Linked DNA regions of Mus musculus: region 1 is linked to region 2. The links are chromatin contacts, called in public HiChIP or PLAC-seq maps. All regions are on one chromosome and are shown on one strand. The core of a region is the stretch at or near the end of the contact, and the rest is flanking DNA. Distances in the headings are between cores, read along the strand shown. Region 1 has its middle 12 kb from the start of Gm39612. Region 2 holds the start of 0610010F05Rik (RIKEN cDNA 0610010F05 gene).

Region 1 (3,028 bases), core at 163-2,662, 200 kb after region 2:
TGACCTAAAGCTGTACTACAGAGCAATTGTGATAAAACAAAAACAAAAACAACCAAAAAACTGCATGGTACTGGTACAATGACAGACAGGCAGTTCAATGGAATAGAATTGAAGACACGGAAATGAACACACACACCTATGGTCACTTGATCTTTGACAAAGGAGCTAAAACCATCCAGTGGAAAAGAGACAGCATTTTCAACAAATGATGCTGGTACAACTGATGGTTATCATGTAGAAGAATGTGAATTGATCCATTCTTATCTCCTTGTACAAAGCTCAAGTCTAAGTGGATCAAGAAACTCCACATAAAACCAGAGACACTGAAATTTATAGAGGAGAAAGTGGGGAAGAGCCTCGAAGATATGGGCACAGGGGAAAAATTCCTGAACATAACAGCAATGGCTTGTGCTGTAATATCGAGAATCAACAAATGGGACCTCATAAAACTGCAAAGCTTCTGTAAGGCAAAAGACACTGTCAATAAGACAAAAAGATTGGGAAAGGATCTTTACCAATCCTAAATCCTATAGGGGGACTAATATCCAATATATACAAAGAACTCAAGAAGCTGGACTCCAGAAAATTAAACAACCCTTTTTAAAAATTGGGTATAGAGCTGAACAAAGAATTCTCAACTGAGGAATATTAAATGGCTGAGAAGCACCTAAAAAATGTCCAACATCCTTAATCATCAGGGAAATGCAAATCAAAACAAATCTGAGATTCCACCTCACACAAGTCAGAATGGCTAAGATCAAAAATTCAGGTGACAGCAGATGCTGTCGAGGATGAGGAGAAAGAGGAACACTCCTTCATTGGTATTGCAAGCTGGTACAACCACTCTGGAAATCAGTCTGGCAGTTCCTCAGAAAGTTGGACATAGTACTATCAGAAGATCCAGCAATACCTCTTCTGGGAATATACTCAGAAGATGTTCCAACTTGTAACAAAGACACATGCTCCACTATGTTCATAGCAGCCTTATTTATAATAGCCAGAAGCTGGAAAGAACCCAGTTGTCCCTCAACAGAAGAATAGATACAGAAAATGTGGTACATTTATACAATGGAGTATTACTAAGCTATTAAAACCAATGAATTTATGAATTTATGAAATTCTTAGGCAAATGGATGGATCTGGAGGATATCATCCTGAGTGAGGTAACCCAATCACAACAGAACACACATGATACGCACTCACTGATGAGTTGATATTAGCCCAGAAACTTAGAATACCCTAGATACAATTTGCAAAACACATGAAACTCAAGAAGAAGGAAGACCAAAGTGTGGATACTTCGTTCCTCCTTAGAATGGGGAACAAAATACCCATGGAAGGAGTTACAGAGACAAAGTTCAAAGCAGAGCTTGAAGGAACAACCAGAGATTGACTTACTTGGGGATCCACCCCATAAACAACCACCAAACCCAGATGCCAACAAGAGCTGACTGGAATCTGAAATAGCTGTCTCCTGCGAGGCTCTGCCAGTGCCTGGCAAATACAGAAGTGGATGCTCACAGTCATCCATTGGATGGAACATAAGGTCCCCAATGAAAGAGCCAGACAAAGTACCCAGGGAGCTTTAGGGGTCTGAAGCCCCATAGGAGGAACATTAATATGAACTTACCAATACCCCCAGAGCTCCTTAGAACTATACTACCAATCAAAGAAAACACATGGAGGAACTTGTGGCTCTAGCCATACATGTAGCAGAGGATAGCCTAGTTGTTCGTCAATGGGAGGAGAGGCCCTTGGTCCTGTGAAGGCTCTATGCCCCAGTATAGGGGATACCAGGACCAGGAATGGACGTGGGTGGGTTGTGGAGCAGGGGGAGGTGGGAAGGGATTGGGGATTTTTGGAGGGGAAACTAGGAAAGGGGATAACATTTGAAATGTAAATATAGAAAATATCTAATAGAAAATTAGTATTCAGCTACTATGGAGTAAGATCCATCTCAACCTGTACCCACAGCAAATATAATATTGTCTGCCATTATGCTTTTCAAAATCTCCCCTCCTTAATGTCTGCAGCCCCTGAGCATAAGATGGAAGCACCATTGTAAGATTCCATGGGAAGTCTGGGTGGAAATGCAAACTACAGGATACCTTCTATTCCTCTACCTGCTATCTTCTATTAATCCGATTTTGAAAAAAGAATTTTTCTTTTCAGAGGGACAATCATTAAAATGCAGGAGCAGGTAGCAATGATCTTTGAGGGACTACTGACTGACAAGATGATGTGGAGGGAAACTTTTGGAGGATTGAGACTATGTCCCGTCAAGGAGTACAGATAATATGAAAGGCACCAATCAGTCATATACTCTGGTGTCTTATTTTGCCTGTAAAGATTTGTGGAAATCACTACCCCCCCCCCTTTTTTTTTAATCAGGAATGACTTAGCTCTGGAAATCTACACATTAGAAGGTCCTCCTTTCAATCACTAATGACATAAGAGAAATTACTCAAGGTGGCCCAGGGAGTCATGGCTTATTCAAAGGTGCTCAGCCTGATGTGAGGCAGAGACTGTCTTAGAGCAAAGGACAGATCTCACATGTATATGTGTTGTGGAATGGGGCTTGATCCTATAAAATATGCAAGTAGAGACTTCAAAGAGGTGAAGTGTGTGGACAACTTGCTCAAGCATGGGACATGCTGGTGACTTCTCATTACTGGACATTCTCTCAGGGGTGATTTCCCCAAGTTCAGTGAAATCTTGAATCAATGAGAAACAATGGATTCTTTCTAGAATAAAAATTTTAAATTTGAGAAAGACCATGTGTTAGTCTTCCTGAATCAAATGTTCACGTTTCTGCTGTCTTTCCAGTTGAACAAAATACTACCTTATCTGCTGAGACTGGCTAGGTTAAAATGCCCATTTCCAAACATCTTGTGGTAACATGGATGGAAACATGTTTATACTCAAAACTAGTAGAGTTGATTGTTTAGAGAACACACACACAAACACACACACCAGATTGGATAAATCTATGAATTTTTAAAATCCCTTTTCTATGGATTCAACCCAT
Region 2 (3,155 bases), core at 319-2,818:
TGGAATCTTAATCTTCAGTGAACAAAATGTTGTTCTCTGCTTACATGGGTAATGTGTGCATTCCTTTTCCTGAGGACAAATGATTTGGAAAGCGGTGTTTAATTATAATTTGTTTGGACCTTAGGAAGACGTTTAGGATGGGAATGGAGATGTGCGAGGCCCTGGGTTGGACAACCAGCACTGGAAAGGAGAAAAGGCGACTAAACAGTTTAAAGTAGAACTCAAGACAAAGACCCCTTGTGTGCTGCTTTTTCACTTTTAACTTTCAGATATTTAATTAAAATTTATTTTCTGTTTTTGGTGGTGGTGGTGGCAGTGTACTCCACAAATGAGCTAAGTTCCCAGCACTTAATTAAAATAACAAGAAAGATGTCTCCATCAAATTCTTAAAAACTTGTATATTTCAAATATAATACTCATTTATTCGTGGTAATGGATGATTTAAGTAACTTGGGTGTGAATTTTTTTTCTGTTGACACAATTGAATCTTTCCAATCAAGGGAAAAAAACTACTGTGTATTCTAGTTAAACTAATCTCTGAGAATGTTTCCTTTAGGGTATGAATAACATACAGTCTTAGAACAGCTGGCACATGCATCTCATTCTGGAGAAAGGTATAAACGTATAAAAAACTATGACCAAAAGAAAATATCTAAAACTCAAAATTATCCTCTCATGCATGACACCATACTTTAAAAGTGTTTAAGGTATAATATATTTAGTAAATAAATAACATTATTTACTAAAATATAAAAATTCTATTGTTTTAACATTTTACACCTTTAAAGAACATAACCTATTCCTTATTTTGGCTTATTCATATGGACAAGCATCTGCTTTTCATTTTTCAATGAAAAGGGGGCTCTTGATCTTTCCCTAGGCAGAGGAGGGAGTGGAGGTGGGGGGTGGTCACAGGGACAGGTGGAAGGCCTCTGGCACAGCAGAGGGAGGCTGTTAGTCCTGATCTACAACAGACTTCCTGACTCTCATCCACACGTGTGACCCAGCCGGTTGGCTCTGATTCTGAAAGACCGGACATCACTGCCCACCCGGGTAAGTAGCCTTTCCAAGCCCGGGTCCGAGGCTCCCTGCGCGGCGCGTCCTCGGGACCGGGATTCCGCGGCGTGGACACCGACTCGAGGCGCGGGCTGGAGAGGAGCAGACAAAGGCATCGGAAAGCAGCCTGGCGGGGACTGTGAGGGCCGGAGTCCGGCGACCGAAGCTGGGCTCCGTCGCCAAGAGCGTAGGCGAGGGCGGCGGCGGGACGGGGCCGCAGGCAGCGCCCGGGCGTCCGCGGGCTTCCGGGCAGCGGGGCCCCGCACCGCCCGCCCGCCCGCCAGTCCGCCCGCCCGGATGGGCAGCGGCGCTCCCGGCCCTCGCCCCACTCCAGCTTCCGAGTGGGTGCCCCAGCCTCTCAGCGTCTCTCTCACCTCCACAGGGCCGCGGCGGCCCTCACCGCGCCGGTGTCACCTGCAGCGGCCAGCACCGCCCGCGCTCGCGCCCAGAACGGCGCGACCCGGCGCACACGCCAGGCTGAGGCGGCCTCACGAGCCGCGGCCGCACCCGCCTGCGCCCGCTAGCCAGCCGCCCAGCAAGAGCGCCGAGGGGCGGGGCCTGATCGACGCGCCCGGGCCAATCGCAAGCTAGCGCCGCAGCAGAGCATCCAATGAGCGACGAGATCCTGCGGGTGGGCGGGTGCGGGCGGTGCCAGAGTGCAGCCCACCGCTGCACAGAGCCTGCTCTTCACCCTGCCCTCTCTGGCTCGTCCTCTCTGGCCTGTCGCAGTGCAGCGTCCCCACTCTCTTAGCGTCATGTCTCTTAGCGACTAGGTCCTCAGCGCTTGATCTTGAACGTGGGAGATAAAGGGAGCTCGAATGAAAAGAATAAATCTTTCCCTGTCACTCATTTTGCTATAAGCTGCTTAGGTTCAACAGAAAAAATATATGATTGGATAGGGCGTTGGCTGGGACTTAGAAACATACTGTAAACTGAAAAGCTGGCGACTTCTCAGATATAGTGTGGCAAATGTTCCAGTGTTAAACTTGGAAGGCTGATTGATGTTCAGTCTTAGAGCACTGATGGAAATGTATTAGTGGCCAGATGTGAGTTTTCGTTGGCAATCACTCCATGGTTCTGGCAAGATTAAACTAAAACAGTGTCCACTAATAAACCTGTTTGCAAGCAGAGAGAGACAGAGACAGAGAGAGAGAGAGAGAGAGAGAGAGAGACAGAGAGAGAGAGAGACAGAGACAGAGACAGAGACAGTGAGAACGAGCAATGTATTCAGTGTAAGCTGTATATCAAAAAGAATATAAGTAACTCTCAATGTTATGGTTTCGATCAAATCTTCATTTCTTTTTTGTTTCCCAGAGGAAGTTGAACGTTTGTTTGTTTTTTGTTGTTGTTTATTGTTTTCTCTTCAATCGCCTTATCTGCCAAGGCTTTCCTCCTACCACTCAAATAGATCTCCCTTCCCACTGGGGGGAGGTGGTCTCAATGTGCAGGTAGAGTCCAAATTATGCCCAAGGAATGAGGCTTCCACATTTGATAATGGGCCTCAGACCTCAGCGAAGCTCCGAGTAGCACGGTGAGAGAAGCACTTGGATCATTTCGCAGGCTCAGGCTTCCTGCTGGGAGCGAATGGTCCCTGTCTTGCTCTCAGGAGAACATGTGTTCACATTCAGCTTGAACTTCAGTGGCTGCACATAGAGCTTTCGACCTCCAAGTCAGATAAGTGTGGCAGCAGATAAGCCACGGTTTCTGCTTTATGAATGCTTCGTGATGCCCAGGTTTTTGTAACCAGACTTGTGAAGGGCTCATTTGTCAAATTAATGCATGCAGTAAAGGAAGCCTATCATCCATGGAACATTTATATATGCCAGGTATGCATCTGTTATCTACTTTAATCAACATGGCACACTACGAAGGTTATACAATTACTTTTTCTTTTCTTTTCTTTTTTTTTTTTTTGGTTTTTCGAGACAGGGTTTCTCTTTATAGCCCTGGCTGTCCTGGAACTCACTCTGTAGACCAGGCTGGCCTCGAACTCAGAAATCCACCTGCCTCTGCCTCCCGAGTGGTGAGATTAAAGGTGTGCGCCACCATGCCCGGCTACTCTTTTTTTTAAACAATAAAATAAAATACAAGATAAAACA

What was found. HiChIP or PLAC-seq counts read pairs in DNA pulled down with a chosen protein or histone mark.
Region 1: a contact with region 2 is called in an H3K4me3 HiChIP or PLAC-seq map of bone marrow-derived macrophages, with 7 times the contacts expected there. The contact joins the enhancer-like site here to the promoter of 0610010F05Rik in region 2. A contact is called at or near these places in 4 of 115 datasets of contacts at active chromatin or transcription factors (the 230-238 cell line, bone marrow-derived macrophages, embryonic stem cells and 1 more) and 2 of 9 other capture datasets (adipose tissue and liver).

Annotation. Positions count from the first base shown.
Region 1 is chr11:23,829,084-23,832,111 of GRCm38.p6, forward strand. No RefSeq gene overlaps it. Among named protein-coding and RNA genes, the nearest start is that of Gm39612, 12 kb to the left of the region's middle. Within about 2 kb of position 1,413, at least 5 of the 459 cell types and tissues checked have an H3K27ac peak or open chromatin away from gene starts, as enhancers often do. A contact at or near this core is called in bone marrow-derived macrophages and microglia, where this site is marked.
Region 2 is chr11:23,632,063-23,635,217 of GRCm38.p6, forward strand. 0610010F05Rik (RIKEN cDNA 0610010F05 gene) reads right to left here and starts at 1,569. Exons shown (of 22, transcript NM_027860.3): 1 at 1,431-1,569.